Linked DNA regions of Anser cygnoides: region 1 is linked to region 2. Evidence: chromatin contacts called from public Hi-C data. All regions are on one chromosome and are shown on one strand. The core of a region is the stretch at or near the end of the contact, and the rest is flanking DNA. Distances in the headings are between cores, read along the strand shown. Region 1 holds the start of GSK3B (glycogen synthase kinase 3 beta). Region 2 holds the start of PLA1A (phospholipase A1 member A).

What was found. Hi-C and Micro-C count contacts between places; a contact is called where the count stands out from the background.
Region 1: a contact with region 2 is called in a Hi-C map of liver, with 6 times the contacts expected there. The contact joins the promoter of GSK3B here to the promoter of PLA1A in region 2. A contact is called at or near these places in 2 of 7 Hi-C or Micro-C datasets (both in liver).

The regions. Positions count from the first base shown.
Region 1 is chr1:99,864,919-99,870,163 of Taihu_goose_T2T_genome, reverse strand. It overlaps GSK3B (glycogen synthase kinase 3 beta), which reads left to right and starts at 2,743. Exons shown (of 12, transcript XM_067004041.1): 1 at 2,743-3,899. The coding sequence starts at 3,812.
Region 2 is chr1:99,620,818-99,625,979 of Taihu_goose_T2T_genome, reverse strand. It overlaps PLA1A (phospholipase A1 member A), which reads right to left and starts at 1,571. Exons shown (of 11, transcript XM_013183357.3): 1 at 1,272-1,571. The coding sequence starts at 1,350.

The DNA.
Region 1 (5,245 bases), core at 1,494-3,993, 240 kb before region 2:
CATAAGCGTGAGGCTGTTCTCCTGAATTAGCCTTGTTCTCTGTATACAAATGAAGTTGGTTCTCCATTGGTATTATCAACTTGCAGACTCATCATAAAGGACATTTTTCAAGTGGATACCATCAGGATAAATTATGCATTGGTGTGATTTGTATTTACTGCTGTCACAAAGAGTTCCCCCTACCCATGCCAGGCCATCCACTTTGTCAAGTCACAATGCTCAACCATCTCTCTTAAGTTGGTGCCACCGTTTATGCAGCTTTTAGAAAAAAACTTCATCAGAAAATACGAAAATTTGATTTGTGCTGGCATCAAGTGCTCAAGGCCAAAAAAAAAAATGAATCCAATTTCAAGTGCAACTCTACAAGACGACTGGAATGTCTGGTGATGCATTTCAGGTAGAGGAAAGTTGTTTTAGCAAAAGAGGCAAAAATGTCCTTCTGGTGGTTGGCAGTTTATTGAGATTGTATCTCAGGGACGTTTGATAAAGCGGTGAATCAGAGCAAATCCAACATGACGAGTGCGGCGTGGTTACTGTCACTTCAGGCTGTTCAGCCCCTGCTAGGGTGCAGCACTCAGCTTCCAGTTTCCCAGCTGCACAGGCTGCACAATGAGTCAGACCTTAAACAATGCGAAGTCCTTTGTAGTAGGTAAAATCATTCATCATTTATCAGGCAGGGAAAAGGTTTCCAGAAGATCAAGCGCCCTGGGGCGAGTGCAGTGCCGAACAGGACCGTTTTGAGAGACTGAGTTGGTTTTCTGCTTTGGAACAAAGCTGTTGTACAGGGTAAATCTTAGCTGCCTTTGGCCAGATCTTTCATTGCTCACATAGCAGTGTTGCTTGGAATGGGACACAAGAAGAAAAAAAGGATAAACAGGCAATATTTTGATGCCTTGAAAAGAAAGCAGCAGCTCTTAGACTCTAGCGCTGGCAAAAAGTGCTGCTGCTAGTCCAAGTTACTTTGTTTGTGGTATAAACTACTCTGGCGAGAACATTTTTTTTTTCTTTAAATGGTATAAGCAAGCAGTACTCAACTTTTGCAGAGGGCTGCTGAGTAATGTTACCGAGGTCACGGCAGGGAGCAGTTCTCCAGCTCCTGCTCTGCCAGATGAGTTGTCCCCACGGATATTTAAGAACCCTGGAGAAGTACAGGCTCTTCCAGAAGTCACAAGAACGGTCTGGACGCTGGCCAGGGCCAAGCAAAATCCACTCATGGTGGCACCAAGACCTGGATACGAAGGCCGTTTTAGTGGCTCTAATATAAGCTGTGTTTCCTATAGTTTGCTAGCGAGAGCTGAACTGAGAGAACTTTGTGAGCCTTTGTCTGTTCCCCCTTCACTCAGGCTGGTTTCTGCAGTAGGTTTATCACCCTGTCCCCGTCCCCTCTGCTCCTCACGGTGATCGCCGGCACTACACAGCCGTGCTTTTTAAAAAGCCACCTCGCCACATCGCTATTTCATTTCCACAGCCACACCACTTTGTGCGACAGCAGCGATCCGTTTAAACCCTTTTATTTTACATTAACAGGAACGGAACCTTGCATTTTTAACAGGAATTATTAAACCTTTGTGCTTCCACGGGGTGCAGGCCTGCACACCCCTAGGGAAGCGGCCCCTGACGGCCACAAGGTCACTGAGGGGGGGACCCCACGGAACAGGCCAGGGGCAAAAAGGGGTACCGGGCCCTAACGGTTGCAACGGTTTTAACAGTTCTAACAGCTGTAACCGGCCAGGTAACAGTTTTAACTGTTGTAATGGGCCAAGTAACGGTTTTTGTAACCAGCCGGGCTGTAACGGCCAGCCGGGTAACAGTTTTAACGGTTGTAACGGACCAGGTAACGGTTTTAACGGCTGTAACCAGCTGGGTAACGGTTTTAACGGTTGTAACGGCTGTAACAGGCCGGGTAACGGTTTGAACGGTTGTAACGGCTGTAACGGGCCAGGTAACGGTTTTAACGGTTGCAACGGTTGTAACGGCTCCACCGGGGGCTGCCCCGCCCTGAGACGACAGACCGGGGGGGGTTTCTTCAAACGGGCCTTAACAGCCCCGGGGCCGTTTGGGGACCGCTCCGGGGGGAGCCGTGGCGGCCATGCCGGCTCCCGGGGGCTCCCGGCCCCGGCCAACCCCCCACCCCAGGGCCACGGCCCCGGCCCCAGGGCGGCACCGGGCCCGCCCCGCCGCACTGCGCATGCGCGCTCCCTGCCGGCCCCGCCCTGCGCAGCCGGTGAGGTCATAAAGGTGAGCGAGGCGGCGCGCGAGGCCCCACCGCGGCGAAGCGTGGCCCACAGGCCCCGCCCTCCGTCCCCCACCGCCCAATGGGAGCGGGCGCTGCCCGCCGGTGCGGCCCGGGGATTGGTCGGAGGCAGACAGCTGGCTGGCGTCTTCGGGCCGCCTCATCCCCCTGAGCCAATCGCAGCGCGCCGCCGCGGCAGCCAATCGCAGCCCGCGCCCGCTCTCCGCCTCGGGCTGCGGCTCGAAGCCGTCCCAGGGCCGTGTAACCGAGGCAGCGCGCCCTCTGATTGGCTGCGCCGCTTCGGCTCCCTTCGGCTCCTCCCGGAAGAGGCGGCCGCCTCCCATTGGCTGCCCGACCGCGCTGCTAGGGCGGCGGCGGCGCTTTGCCATTGGGCCCTCGCCTCGCTTCGGGGGGACTCGGCCGCGCCCGTCGGGGCCCCGCGATTGGCTACGAGCCGCCACAGCCGTCCCCGTAGCGGCCTGGGGATTGGCCCCGACGAGGCTCGGCTGTTTCCGTGAGGGGGGGGCCAGCGAGCGCGTCGGGCCCTTCGGCTGGCTATTCACAGACGGCGCCTACGGCCGTTGCGCAGCGTAGGGCGGCGACGGGCATAGGCGGCTGCGCGGCTTTAGCAGCGGGGACCGGGGGGGGGGGTGCTCGGAGAAGCAGCAGCAGCAGCGAGCACCAGCGCTCTGAGGAAGGAGCCGCCGCCATGGCCTGCCCCGCCGCCGCCGGCCGGCGCCCGCGCTGCAGCCTGCGCAGGCTGAGCCGCCGCCAGGCGCCCGTGCGGGGGCAATGAGGAGCCGCCCGGCCGCCGCCGCCGCCTCAGCGCCGCTGTGAGGGAGGGGAGCGCAGCGAGGGAGAGGCCCCGCCGCCGGCCGCATCACCGCTCCGCCCGCCGCGGATCCCTCCGCCGCCTTCGCCGGATTCCCTTCGCGAGCGGCCGCCTCACCTCCCGCCGGAGGATCCCTCCGCAGAAGGGGGGGGGGGAGGAGGGAGAAATAGTCCCGCTGCCCGCGCCGCCTCCCGCAGAGGGCAGGGGGGAAGGCGAGGAGAGGGGGAAGGAAGAGGAGGAAAAAAAAAAAATAATAAGAAAAGAGGAGAAAAAAAAAAAAAGGGAAGGGGGAAGAGGAGACGAGGCCGTCGGAGGAGGCCGTCCCGAGCCTCCGCCCCATGTGACTGGCGCTGAGGGTGGGGGCAGCGAGGCCTAGCGCAGCCCCGCGGCGGGCGGGGGCGGCTCCGGCAGCCAGGGCGCTGCGGGGAGGGGATGGCGCTGTGAGCGGGCCGGCGGGCGGACCGACCGACCGACAGACGGACGGACAGACCGACGGACGGACGGACGGACCGACCGACCGACAGCGGGGCCGCGAGGCCGGCAGCACCGCCAGGGGAAGGCCCCCCCCCCTCTCCCCCCCCCCCCCCCCCCCCCCTCCGGCGAGGGGCCGCGGTTGATGAGGCAGGGCTCGCCCCGAGCCGCCTGAGCGCCGGGAGAGGCCGAGGAGGAGGAGGAGGAGGAGGAGGAAGAGGAGCAGCAGCAGCAGCCGGGCAGAGGGCGGCGGGGCGCAGCCGCAGCGGGAGACCATGTCCGGGCGGCCCAGGACCACGTCCTTCGCGGAGAGCTGCAAGCCGGTGCAGCAGCCCTCGGCCTTCGGCAGCATGAAAGTCAGCCGTGAGTATCGGGGTGGGGGGGAGGAAGGCTCCGGCACCCCCCGGCCCTCCCCTGAAGCCCCTCAGCCTGCCCTGGGGGTGGGCGCCCGGCTCCCAAAAAAGCCGCCCTGCCCCTGGGCTCGGCCCCTCTGCCCGCTGGCAGCCCTTCCCTTTGTGAAGCGGGCTCCCAGGGCCGGGGTTTTGTGTGTGTGTGTCTGTGTGTGTGTGTGTGTATCCCCCCCCTCCCCTTTCTCCTTCCCCACCGCCCCCCGAAATGAATGACGGGCACGCAGGTACCCCCCTGCTCCCGATCTCCCGATGTGGGGTCTTTTTTTCCTTTTTTTTTTTTTTTTTTCCCCCCTCTCCCAACGCCCGGAGATCGGGTGTGAGCACCTCCTAGTCCAGCCCATTTAAAAAAAAAAAAAGGGGGGGGGGGGAAGGGGGTTACAAAAGGTGCCTCTTTCGCGATTCAGGCAGCGGTAAAAACGCTCGATACAGGGAATAAGAACATCCTTACCGCCGCATGTGAGTATACCGAGGGGTTATTTCCAGCTCGGTACGCCTTTCCCAGCTTGCTGATCGGGGGAATATTGTTCGGAACGAGGCCTAGGCTTTATGCTGCACGGGCACGTTGGGAATTGGCAAAGTGTCGGATGTGTGCCCATCCTTCGTATCCCCCCGGCCTGGGGGATCGGCTGTTTCATGCGAATTAATTACGTCTCAGCAAATCCACGGTGTGAATGGAAAAAGGCCCTGCTCTGAGTCGCCAAAGATGAGCACTATGGTTATAATAGGCAATTTCTTGACTCCTCATTTGAATACGTGCGTATGAACGACTAAATTGTTGCCGGTTTGTGCTGCCAGCCTGGTTCTCAAAGAATATTTTCCGTTTTCTGATGGAAATGGAGGGTAGGGTCTTTATGGGACCTGGAAGGCTTGCCGTGCGTTGCCGTTTGATTGATCCATTCAATACTTGCGTGTAGCCACACCTGACACCGCTCTGTGTGTGCATGTGTGTTTCATATTGTTCGACGCGTTTCGTGCCAAAGCTCTGCGTGATCGTGGGCTTTTTGACGGATCGGGTTTTCTGATGGGTCTCTCTGCACTGAAATGTCTTCCACTGCGGTTGAAGCCTTGAAGAGAGCGTCGGGCTTGGGGTCTGTAACCTACCTTGTATCTGCATGATCAGAGTGCCTGCAGCACTTCAAAAAACAGGAGTGCAGTTAACCCACATTAGCAGCGTAAGGGTATATGTTCGATCAGATTCAACATTGACGCGTATTTAGGATCTTAATTTACGTGGGGAAAAGCCGTGGGTGACTCCATTTTAATTTATTGATTCACTTTATGTGCGTGCGGAATAAGGAG
Region 2 (5,162 bases), core at 322-2,821:
ATGAGTCTAACTGGCATTTGTATCAAAAAGACAGAAATAAATATGAGAATGCTGATGACAAAACCTGTCAATGACAATCAATTAACAGGATGAAAATGTTTTATGGGAAGGAAAAGGCAGCTGCTGGACAGCACTTTCATCTGGACAGAAAAAAAAAAAACCACAAGACAAAATAACAACACCTCAAACCAGTAGATAGTACAAAATTGGGCAAATTTTGACTATAAATGAAGCAAGGAGATGCAGAGCAGTATGTATGGCTAGGCAGCAGCACAAGTTACCCACAGAAGAGCTGGACTGCCTATCATTTGGCATTTCAGAGGACCGGCTGCTATTCTGTAGAGGTTGTAGAATGCAAGATATTGGAATGACTGAAGGGCTAACGGGATGAAACTTATTAAACCATGATGAGCAGGAAGGCAAACAATTGATTAAATGATCTCTTCTGATCTAAAAATGTTTACTCTATGAACTGGCATAGTTGCTTTGTGCTGAAATGACAACGCATGCCCCTTCCCTTTTCTGGACTGGAGGAAGTGGAACAGCCTTGAATTTGTACGTAATAAATAAATAAATAAATAAATAAATAAAAACCCAAACAATCAGCTTCCTAACCACTGCCTGTTCCCACAGAAGATATTCTACAGCAGCTAGGTGGAACATGGCCTAAGGCTCAGTGCAAAGAAACGAAATTCAACACTCAAAATTCCCCCCTGTGGGATGTGTCTGTCCCCTACTGCTGTCTGTTTCGGTGTTCCTGGGGACTGAAGGGAAAAGAGAAAGAGTTGTTCTCTGAAATCAGTTTAGAAATACTGCTGCTCATGAGCCAGCTTCTCTAGAAAGGGTGCACTCAGTGAAAGTGTGGTGCGTGTCCAGAATGGCGTCAGACGAGGGGGAATTGTGAGTAAAGAGAATCACAACTAAACAGAGAAATGGACATGCGGCGTCTGTTTATTTTGTTTCAGCTACTGCATATTCCGCTTGCTCAGCTTGCAAAGAAGGAGGTGCCATGTCCAGAGGTCAAGTGGTCTGTTTTGCACCTCCTTACGTTTCAGAGTAATTGTGGATCATTCTTTTAAATTAAGTTAGTGGAGTGAAATCAGTGAGATAGCTTCAATCAAAGCATGGGAAAAGAAAGGACCCATTCTTGTGGTATCTAACTAGATTATAGGAAGGACCTCTTGAAACACTGTTTTTTTTAGGTAGAATTGAAATCAGGCCCTTCTATGTAAAGCCTTAAATCCCTTGCTAAGCACTCATGTCTTTCTTACCTGCTTGTGCTGAACTAAGCAGCAAGATGACAGCAAGAACGAAGAGGGGTTTTCTCTTCAGATCCTCAACCATCTTCATGTTAGTCCACTACAGGTACAAGGGTTGTACACAGAAAAAGAGACGTGGTGGGCTGGTCAATCAGCTTGCGTCTGTCAATGATCAACTAGGCTGTTTCTTTTGGGAAAAAAGGGGTAGGTGCAATCACCTCTGCTCTTGTTTGACCATTAGACAAAGTCTGTGTCAGCAGAGGGCTTCACTGATATTTTGGTTTAAAAAGACGCTGACACCCCTTTCCTTCCTACTTCCCTTTCCTGAAGGCAAAATTATTGCCTCAGAAATCGGCTAGTGAAACTAGTTGCAGCAACCGACAGACAGAGCTTTATGCTTGTCACCTAGCCCTGTCTCCTAGGCTCTCAGTGGGGACACCGATTAGTCACAAGGCTTCAGAATATGCCAGTGCCAGGAAGGCTTGTAGCAGAGCCTTGCATCTGAATATTTTCCTATTGCATTGATGTCTCTTTCCAGTTGTCCTGGTTTTGGGTAGGATAGAGTTGATTTTCCTCCTAGGAGCTGGTCTGGTGCTGTGTTTTGGATTGAGGATGAGAATAATGTTGATAACACACTGATGGTTTAATTGCTGCAGAGCAGTGCTTACACTAAGCCACAGACTTTTCAGCTTCTCACACCACCCTGCTAGTGAGAAGGCTGGGGGTGCAGCAGGAGCCGGGAGGGGACGGAACCAGGACAGCTGACCCCAGCTGGCCAAAGAGATATTCCATAATGTATTATGCCATGGTGAGCAATTAATACGGGGTGGCTGGCCTTGGGGCGGGCCTGGCGGCTGCCCCAGCCTCTCCTCCAGCACAGAGGAAGCAACAGAGGGAACAGGCATCAGAGCTGGTGCAGCCCTGCATGGGGACAGCGGACAGAAGGGCCTAAAGCTCCTGGATGTTGAAGTTAAACCCCAGCAGGCAGCTGAGCACTACACAGCTGCTCACTCACTCACCCCAGGTGGGATGGGGGACAGAATCAGAGAGGTAAAAACGTAAGAATTTATGGACTAAGATAAAGACATTTTATTAGGTAAAGGAAAAGCCATTCATGGAAGCAAAGTAAAACAAGGAATTCATTCAGTGCTTCCCATGGGCAGGCAGGTGGTCAGCCACTTCCAGGAAAGCAGGGCTCATCATGTGTAATGGTTTCTTGGGAAGACAAACATCAACACTCAGTGCTTCCCCCCCCCCCAGTTCCTCCTTCTTTACCCCAGCTTTTATTGTTGAGCATGATGACGTATGGTATGGAATATCTCTTTGGTCAGTCTGGGTTGGCTGTCCTGGCTGCGTCCCCTCCCAGCTTCTTAGGCACCCCAGCCTCCTCGCTGGCAAGGCAGCATGAGAAGTAGAAAAGTCCTTTGCTCTGTGTAAGCACTGCTCTGCAAAAACTAAAAACTTTGCGATAACAAACCAATGAAGTGCCTGTACACCAATGCACGTAGCATGGGGAATAAGCAGGAGGAGTTAGAAATTCGTGTTCAGTCAGGAGACTATGATCTAGTGGCAATTACAGAGACATGGTGGGACAGCTCACATGACTGGAATGTGGTCATGGATGGGTATGTCCTGCTCAGGAAAGACAGGCCAGCAAGGTGAGGTGGCAGAGTTGTTCTTTACGTGAAACAGCATCTACATTGTTTTGAGTATTGTCCAGGGGTGGATGAGGAGCGAGTTGAGAGTCTGTGGGTGAGGATTTAGGGGCAGGCTGGCATGGGGCATACTGTTGTGGGTGTCTATTACAGGCCACCAGATCAGGATGAGGAAGCTGATGAGGCCTTCTACAGGCAGCTGATAGCAGCCTCGTGAACACAGGCCCTGGTTATTGTGGGGGATTTTAACTACCTTGACATTTGCTGGAAGGCCTACTCAGCCAGCCATCCGCAGTCCAGGAGGTTCCTTCAGTGTATCGATGATAACTTCCTGGTGCAAATGGTGGACGTGCCAACTAGGAGAGGAGTCCTCACTAAAAAGGAGGGGCTGTTTGAAGTGGTGAGGGCTGAGGGCAGCCTTGGTTGCAGCAACCCTGAGATGGTGGAGTTTAGGATCTCATGTGGCAGGAACAGAGTACCGAGCAGAATTGCAACCCTGGACTTCAACAGAGCCAACTTTGGCCTTTTCAAGCATTTACCAGGGGAAATCCCATGGGACAAGGTACTTGAAGGAAAAGGGGACCAAGATAGCTGGTTAGCATTCAAGGACTGCTTCTTCCGAGCTCAAGAACAGAGCGTACCAACAGGTAGGAACAGGAACACATTTGTCAGGTGCCCACTGCACTGGCCAGGGTGGGGGGAACGGCTGCGGGGCTGGGCTGGGCATCGCTCAGAAGGTGCTGTGCAATGGCATCACTTGTTCCGCACACATCGTTATTATTAGTATCATTCTTATTCTTATCCTTCCTTTTCTGTCCTAATAAACTGTTTTTATCTCAACCCACAAGCTTTTACTTTTTTTTTTTTAATTATTTTTTCCAATTCCCTCCCCCATCCCACTGCAGGAGGGAGGGTGAGCGAATGGCTGTGCGGTGCTTTGCTGATGGCTGGGTTAAATTCCAGTAACAGCTGAAGAAGGTGAAATAATGGTTTGCTTCTGAAAAGTGTAGGGAAAGACAGGCTGAAATGTAACCAATGGTCATCCCACTGTGGCAGGCTCAGACTATACATTTCTTAGAGCAGGGACAATTTCCTCTTCTCCTTTAGGGACTGCATTTCAGATACTACAGGAAATAGATGGATAATCTCAGTTACACACCAGTATCATAAGCATGCAAATATTTCAAGCATATCTTTGAACAAAAGACTTTACTGCTTGGCTATAAAAAGATGGAGACATATACGCATACAACACAGTGTGGAACAGGGAGCCTGTCTCTCCATGTTGATGAGATGGCAGTTCCACCTTGCTGGCTGTGCTAGATGTTCAGGTGAGGGCACAGTGTTTCACAAGTCTCACTGGTGCAAGCTGGGCCTTCTTTCAGAACAGGCAGCTTTGCCCTTGTGTTAAATGGCAAGCAGCAGCAAGAGAAGGTTGTCAGGTTCCCTGTTCAGGCACTATTTATTCTACAGCTGCTTTATTTGAACTACAAAATGAAGAAATTGACTTGGTCTGACCAGAAAGATGAATCAAACACCTTTCCAACAGCATCAGGCATTCTTCTACAGTTAGTGGCAATAGAAGCCATTTCCTTACCCCAGTTTGCTCCATCCAAGGGCAGTGGGGAAGAGCAGGTGTTTTAGGCATAAGATCTGTTTTTACTTCCAAGATACTCCTGAGGGAAATTTCTCCAGTTCTTGCAGGTAAGTTAGGCAGCCTCAGCTGCTTGGCCTTGAGGTCTGCTGAAGCTTTGACCCATCTGCGTCTTCCCGAGGTGCCTAACAGACACTATCTGACGCTGAAATGCTGGGCTCCATGATCATGCCGGCTTATTGTCAGAGAAGCAGGTTCTCAATGCTTCTTCAAATACACCACTGAATTAGTATCCATTGGTTGTCAGCCCAACCACATTTCTGAGATTTAGTGTTGAAACTCAAAGCCCACTCTTCGTCCTTCTGACCCTGGTGCAGTCAGGCAGATTCTCACGCTGTAAAACACAAGCTAACTTTAGACTGCAACGGGCCCACTCCTTTACTATTACACCCAGAAATTCTGCTGATCTGATTCATTTCTTAATGAAGAAAAAAAGAAATAAGCTTGTGAAATCATACCTGTAAGCAGTGCCGTTTCCATACAAGCTTCCAGAGCAACAGCATAAGAGTGAAATTGACACATTCCTTAGAGTAGAACCAAAATGAAGCACCTAAAGAAAATCTGTTAACACTTCTTCCTTTTTTTTTTTTTTAA